Regions from separate parts of the Gadus morhua genome. Here region 1 is linked to region 2. The links are chromatin contacts, called in public Hi-C maps. All regions are on one chromosome and are shown on one strand. The core of a region is the stretch at or near the end of the contact, and the rest is flanking DNA. Distances in the headings are between cores, read along the strand shown. Region 1 holds the start of eed (embryonic ectoderm development). Region 2 holds the start of inha (inhibin subunit alpha).

The links. Hi-C and Micro-C count contacts between places; a contact is called where the count stands out from the background.
Region 1: a contact with region 2 is called in a Hi-C map of heart, with 5 times the contacts expected there. The contact joins the promoter of eed here to the promoter of inha in region 2. A contact is called at or near these places in 2 of 6 Hi-C or Micro-C datasets (gill and heart).

Annotation. Positions count from the first base shown.
Region 1 is chr4:29,164,701-29,168,413 of gadMor3.0, reverse strand. It overlaps eed (embryonic ectoderm development), which reads left to right and starts at 1,373. Exons shown (of 12, transcript XM_030353357.1): 1 at 1,373-1,531. The coding sequence starts at 1,409. It overlaps pwp2h (PWP2 small subunit processome component), which reads left to right. Exons shown (of 21, transcript XM_030353356.1): 21 at 785-1,102. The coding sequence ends at 977.
Region 2 is chr4:28,973,007-28,976,292 of gadMor3.0, reverse strand. inha (inhibin subunit alpha) reads right to left here and starts at 1,320. Exons shown (of 2, transcript XM_030353567.1): 1 at 1,068-1,320; 2 at 1-644. The coding sequence starts at 1,320.

The DNA.
Region 1 (3,713 bases), core at 124-2,623, 190 kb before region 2:
GTGGCATGATACAGATATGATGACAAATTAAAAGCAGGTTGCTGTCGGGCGCTTCTTCCCGAGGCACGCCGTGCCTCTTGTTATTAAATGTGCTGAATAAATACATTTTATTTTATTTTGTTTTCATTTTACAGGCCGATACAATGGATAGGGCGTTTGGTAAGGTCCACCACCGTTGTTTCTCTCCCCATAAAAAGCTGCTGTCAGTGTTTAATGACGTTGATTGGGGGCGATGCGAAGGGCCACAGTCTCCTGACGCAGTCAAGATACCCTTACGTAGTCATCTAACGGCATTGTGTAAAAAATAATCTCCCCTCAGCTGACAGATCTCATGGAAGTTTGCGTAAGGGGCGGTGCTGTACACTCGATGCTGCAGTCAGGAGGTTTATCAGTGACATACCGCTGTCCGTTGTGCTCTAAAACTCGCCACTGACTTTTGTACAGAGCAGGCTTTGATAGATGCGGGCAGCCATGCCCTGCACTCAACCCAGATCGGCACTTTAAGAATAAACATGGATTCTAGATAAAGATAGGCATAGCTACAGAATATATATAAGTATAATTGCGAGTGAAATGTAACTCAATTGCTCTGCCTACAAATGTTCAAAGAGACTTCAAAGTTCATGTTGACACACAATAGTTGGTTGTCAGGCGTGGCATAATGGCAACATAATTAATTAGAACAAAATGAAGGTACAGACGGTCAAAGTTGTTTAATAAATACTGCTGGATGGATGGTACATTTCCGTCGGCCGTTGACAATGTTTTTGTTGTCTCTTTTCAGATGCGAGTGGAACATTTACACAATCCGTTACGCAGTGGCCCTGTCGAAACAGAGAGGACTGAAGCGAAGCGCAGAACAGCTGGAGGAGGGGGAGGAGGTGGAGGAGGAGGAGGAGGAGGAAGTGGTGGAGGATGAGGATTTGTTTGAAGGGATGAGCCAGGCCTCTATGGAAAACACCGTCATGGTTATGTAAAAGGCTGGGTCCAATCTCGAGTCATCTTCATTCCTTTGCGATGCCTGATTTGAAAAAAAATGCTTTGTTGGACTGTTGAAAGTTATTGTAAATGTTTTTTATTAAAGAGATTGTATAAAAGGGTATGTTCAAATGTGTGGATTTTAATGGTAGTATTTGAAAGGAAATTGATTTAGAATTGTATATATCAACATATAATTATATTATTTTAGAACCTTATTTGAAATGGTAAATATAAAAAAAAAGTTAACATAATAAACTCAAGAACAATAGGTTTCCACCATGGACCTATATGGTATCCACAGATACTCTGTGAATGCCGAGTTAGCCGGTTAAAACGTTCACATTTCTCGGGCGAGTGGGCGTTGCACTAGCCTCTTCACGGACGGAAAGGGCGGGGACTGAGGCGGAAGAGGCTGAGACCGCGCAAAATGAGGGAAAACAAGAACATGGTCGAGTCCCCTTCGCCGGCGGCGGGAAAAGAGATGCCTGCAAAGAAACAGAAGTTGAGCAGCGATGAGAACAGTAACCCCGATCTGTCGGGAGACGAGAACGTAAGCATCTTCGTCGTTTTGTGTTTGGGGTTAACGCTGTCAACAGAGCGCCCGTTTAGATAGCTTAATGCTAAAGTAGTTAGCCGATGAGCTAGGTAGCCGGCTAGCCGAAGTGACTTCACTGAATGGCTATGCTGCTACATAATTAGCCGGCTAGCTAGCCGAAATGGCTTGATTTGAAAGGATTTGCATCTAGCCCTCTAGACGGGTGTGCTAAACAGCTAGCAGTCTCCTCATAGCACACTTTTTCGTTTCCATTGATAAAATCCACATCTGTGCCCATGCGTGTCCAGCAAATGTTGTGGGCTTTGCTTCACAGTACAGTTTCCTTTAGGTATACTACTGTCTGCTTTTGGCCGAAATTAAACTTCTTAACACATAATTTGAATAATTTATTTCATCTTAATTTACGAGTACACAGGAGTACAATTCTTGGGCTTGACTCCTCAACAGTCACATAGCAGCAACCATACAAGATAATGCGGTGAGTGCTGTAGTACAAAGTGAGGTTTAAAATATATTTTTATAAAGCCACATAGATTAAGACATAAAGAAACGTTATATGGCTTAAATCAAGTGAAGGGATTTAAACAAAAGTTCAAAACGTCCAATCCTCCCATGTTAAAAAGTAAGGATTTCAAAAAGTAGATTATCTTCAAAAATATTAAATATTAAAAAAAATCGGAGAAAAGCGCGAGTCTTGAATGGAATGAAAAATTGAGCAAGGAGATGGGTTCCGAAGTTTGTTGAGAATAATACAAAGGAAAGTAAGAATAAAACTTATGACAAACAATAGTTGAGCGCTGTATGCAGTAGGCTACTCAGCTAAATATATAATATAAACTAAAACAGTGATAGGAGATATGAGGTGTAGTGAAGTGTAAGACACCACGTTCAAGCTGGGATGCCAAAATGTGATGGTTATTCAGAAGTCCTAGATCTGTCCTTTTTCTTCGTTTATCTTTGGAGGTTTTCCTTTTAATGATGGTGTTCTTTGGACAGAAACAACTATGTCCATCTTGATCTTAAAGGTCCCATGGCATGCCACCAGGTGTGGTGTGATTAGCTGCTACAAGCCGTTTTGGAAGTCTGCCCCTTATGACATCACAGGTGGGTGTGTTCACCCAGATGTGTGACGGATTGGTGTACAACGTTTGCTACAGTCCACTGGGTAGGCTGGTAGACTGATCTATCCAGCACACATCTAGGTGGACACGCCCAACTGTGATGTCATAAGGGGCAGATTTCCAAAACGGCTTGTACCGGCATATCACACCACACCTGGTGGCATGCCATGGTGGGACCTTAAAAATCTCCCCAGAGCTGCCCTTATAGTAGAGGCATAATAATTATGCCATAATTGTTAACGCATTGATACACTTGATGCCATACTTTAAAAACACTCCAAGTTAATTAGCTGTTCAAAAACATTATGTATGCCTTTTAGCAACTAAATCCCATTGGATGTACTATTGAAGGTTATTATTTCAGTGTTTCCCCCAGCACTGTGTTGTTAAGGCGGCCGCCTTATCAACAATAGGGCCCCGCCTTGACTACCAATGTATATAAAATAAATAAAAAAAATTATCAATTTTTTTTTTATTATTTGTTTTTTTTTAATTATTATGCATTAACAAAGTAGAAAACTCTCGTAGGGAAAGAAAACATACTTCCATCAGGTGTAAAAATAAAGATCAATAATGCATCGATGTTCACAACAATGGTCGTGACATCAAGCTTTTTAATTGAATTTAACCAGGGAGACCCCCCCCCCCGCTCCTTGACCACCTTGACTAAGGCATTTACTGGGGGAAACACTGTATTTGTTATTGCTGCTGATGCCATCCTTGACTAAAGGTATGATATCTGATTATGGCTGGTTCAGACTACACGATTTCAGCCCGATTTTTCCCCGATTCGTTCGTTGCAGACAAATTTGCGAGTCGTACACGATTTTGAAAGGTCGGCGACGAGACGAGGTCTCGCAAGCATGTGACATGCTTGCGATCTGCAATGTTTTCGTCTCCGTTCTTTGCTCTTCCGGATATTTAAAACAAAAACAATCCATTTTTAATACAAATAATAAAGTGCCACATAATTGCATTTAGGTGCCAAAGGTTTTTTATGGCTTAAATTAAAGAGCCTGTAATGATCTTTCATTTTGAACGTAGACCATTCCCAA
Region 2 (3,286 bases), core at 71-2,570:
CCTCATGGACTCCGGGACTGGGGCGCAGCACTGCTTGATCCCCAGCAGGGCGGTGCCACGGTCGGGGGCGGAGCAGTTACCGCGGCAATAGCTGAAAGTCACTACCTTGGGGTGGACGATCCAGTTTCCCCAGCCCAGTTCATCAAAGCTGATTTCCACTGCGTCCCGCCAACAGTCTCGACTCTCCGGCTGCTGCTGAGAGGGCCGCTGCAACAGGTCCGCGGCGGACTGGGACCACGGGATCGCGTGGCGTGGCCAACGACCGGAAACCCGCCGGCGAGCACGGAGATGAAGGAAAGGAGTTTTATCCGGGTCTTCGATGAGGGGTAGGCGGTTGGTACTGCGCACCTGCAGCGTAAGCGGCCCAGAGTAAACCTTGGCTGGCCGGTGGTGATCGTCCAGATCATACGTGGCCCAGCCGTCCGAGCTGGTCAATGCCAGAGCAACGGCGGCCAAGTGGTCCGGAAGTTGCCCTGAGTTCAGGATGTAGAGCGGGCTGGAGGAGTTGGACTCCGGTCCGGCATAGAACCAGAAGTGAGCCGAAGTGATCAAGAGCTCCTGGGGGTTGACGGACGGTTGAAAATGATACGAGTGGAAGGTGGCCGTTTCAGCATCCCTCACCTCAGTTCTGCCGCACGGCGAGTCTGCCAAATGAATCATATGCAATGGAGAAGGGTGTTTTAGTCGTCTTTTAAATAAGATCTATTTAATTGACAACCAAACAAACGTCTTAATTAACAATTGATGTGTTAAAGCGCTGCCTTTTGTCCCAATGTTTTGAAATCAAATGTAGCCACGGGTAACCATGTCCTTAGCAAAATCAACATTTACTCTTTCTATGGTATTTGTACATTTGCAACGAACAACACACGTACAACAGAAAATGCTTTAGAAGTAGGAGTATTAGCTAGATTACGTTTTCCTTTGAGACAAGAGGCTTGAAAGCATCATGATTCCAAGGAGAAATAAATAAATGTTAAATCACAGGCCTATGCGTGCTATCTATTGAGACCTTCTAACAACCCACTCAGGCTGGATTTGTGGAAAAAACTTTACTGTTGTCTTACCGGAGCTGGGGAACACAATGACCTGGGAGACATCCAGGTCCTGCTTGTGGTCTTCCTCAGCCACCGCCGCGCTGCTAGACCTCCGGGGCCGCCGCCTGGGTCCCTTCCAGCCCGGGGGTAACGCAGGGGCCACTGGCGGGGCCTCCAGCCCCATCCGCCCCAGCACCCAGTCCTTGAACAGAGCCAGGACCAGCTCCCTGGGCATGTCTGCGTCCGGACAGGCCCTAGCCATGCCGCCGGCCCCCAGGACCATCATCAACCAGACCAGCCTACGCAACATGGCTGCAGCCCCACGCTACCTCCCACCCCCACCCTTAAAACGACAGCTCCGGGGCAACGGACGGACGGAGAATGTTGACCAAGACCCTATCCAGGGGTGGTTCCTTTCCTCTGTCGCTGGATATCGAGGCTCGACCGGAGGTTTAAACAAGCAAAGTACCTGACTTACCCTTTAAACAAAGATGTTTGTCTAATTTTTGAATAGCAGCAAAGGGACTCAAGTTAAGCTCAGCCTCTTCTCAGTGCCCTACCAAAAGCTTTACCTTCATCAGAGAAAGCAACAGTATCTTCTGAGATTTGTGTGAATCTCGCTCTCGCTCTCTCTCTCGCTCTCTCCTCGGCTGGGATTGTTACTGCTAGAATGAGCCGTAATCAGTGTTTGGGGAAAATGTGAACACAATAACATTACTGTGTTATAATCTCCAGGAGGTGTCCATGGCCTTCGGTTTGGTGTCTGCACATGACCTTGCTCGCACACAGGGAAGGCAAAAGTGTGCTATTTCTTTTGAAAGTCCAACAGCAACCCTGCAGGGACAGCCGTGGTGGTGGTGAATGTCGAAGCGTTTGTTCTGTACCTGACACAGAACCTGAAGTATCAAAAGCAGGTGTATATACTCATGACCTTTCAACCCTCATGAGCTCATCGTAGTCGTAATAGAAAGATGGGGCTAAAGTTGGAAAAACCGATAGCTAACACGACAAACCCTCTAAAGCAGGGCTCTCAAACTCGCGGCCCGGGGGCCAATTGAGGCCCGCGGGATGATATTTTGTGGCCCCCTACATTGCACCAAAGTTTAGTGTTAGTGCGGCATGCACCTTTTTGCTGAGTGGCTTGCCACGCTTTTTTATCGCTTGTGATAGGGTGACCAGATGTCCCGGTTTTGCCGGGACAGTCCCAATTTTGAGTTGCGTGTCCTGAGTCCCGCCAAAAGCCAAAGGACGCTAAAATGTCCCAGTTTCCACCAACCGCTATGAAATGTCCCGTGTTGTCAGCGATACCATAGCCAACATGATCTAATGATAGCCCAATCATTAACTTAGATTGGGTCAGTTGTGCTCCTTTTTTCTGTTGAATAATTGATGCAGCCCAGCCTGACCCAGACTCTACCTCCAGCGGCCCCCAGGTAGGTTGAGTTTGAGACCCCTGCTCAAAAGTCAAACCTATTGAGTGATTTCAGGGGTATGCTTAAATGAACTGGGAGTAAAAAGCTGAATATCTGCTGTGGAGTGGGATGTGAAGTATTGTGTTAAATATCAAATGGTAACGGCTCAGAATGGGTGCATATACTTGTACTCATTTGTTGTACCTGTCTAGAACAAAAAAAATGAAGTGTATGAAGCGAACAGTTTTAGATGCAGCCAAGTGATAAAGCATCAGATAGAGACATGGTTCTCACACTGATGCATTTAGTGTCTAATCGTTTTTGTTTTTCACTCTGTGGTTCCTTTATGCAGCTGGCCCTGTGTTCCCAAGGACAGCTCACTAAGTGTGTGTGATCAAACCAATCGATGGTATCAGCCCGTCTATAATTATACTTCACTGTTTTCAATGGGATCAAACTTTTTCTGCTAACAACCATACAATATATGGCTCTCGTGGCTTTGAATCTCAATGTTAGGAACAGCTGCCATTGATCAAATTTACTTATTGACGTTATATCTGTTCAAATGACATCCAAATGATATCCCAACAATAATTGATCATATCACACATGCTGCCATTGGAAAAGCCTACAAAACACTGAGGTCTATAGACCTAGGTATTTCCATCAATACATAAAGTTAAGACTCCATAAGTTAGACTCCTAACTTTAAGGCGGCTTCAAAAAGACTAAGTGAAAAGTTATTTTTTCACAGGTAACGTTGAGCGATGGAATTCCCAATAACACGAAAGCAGCAAGGTGAGTTGTCTTTAAATGCACAAGCCAATACTGCCACCC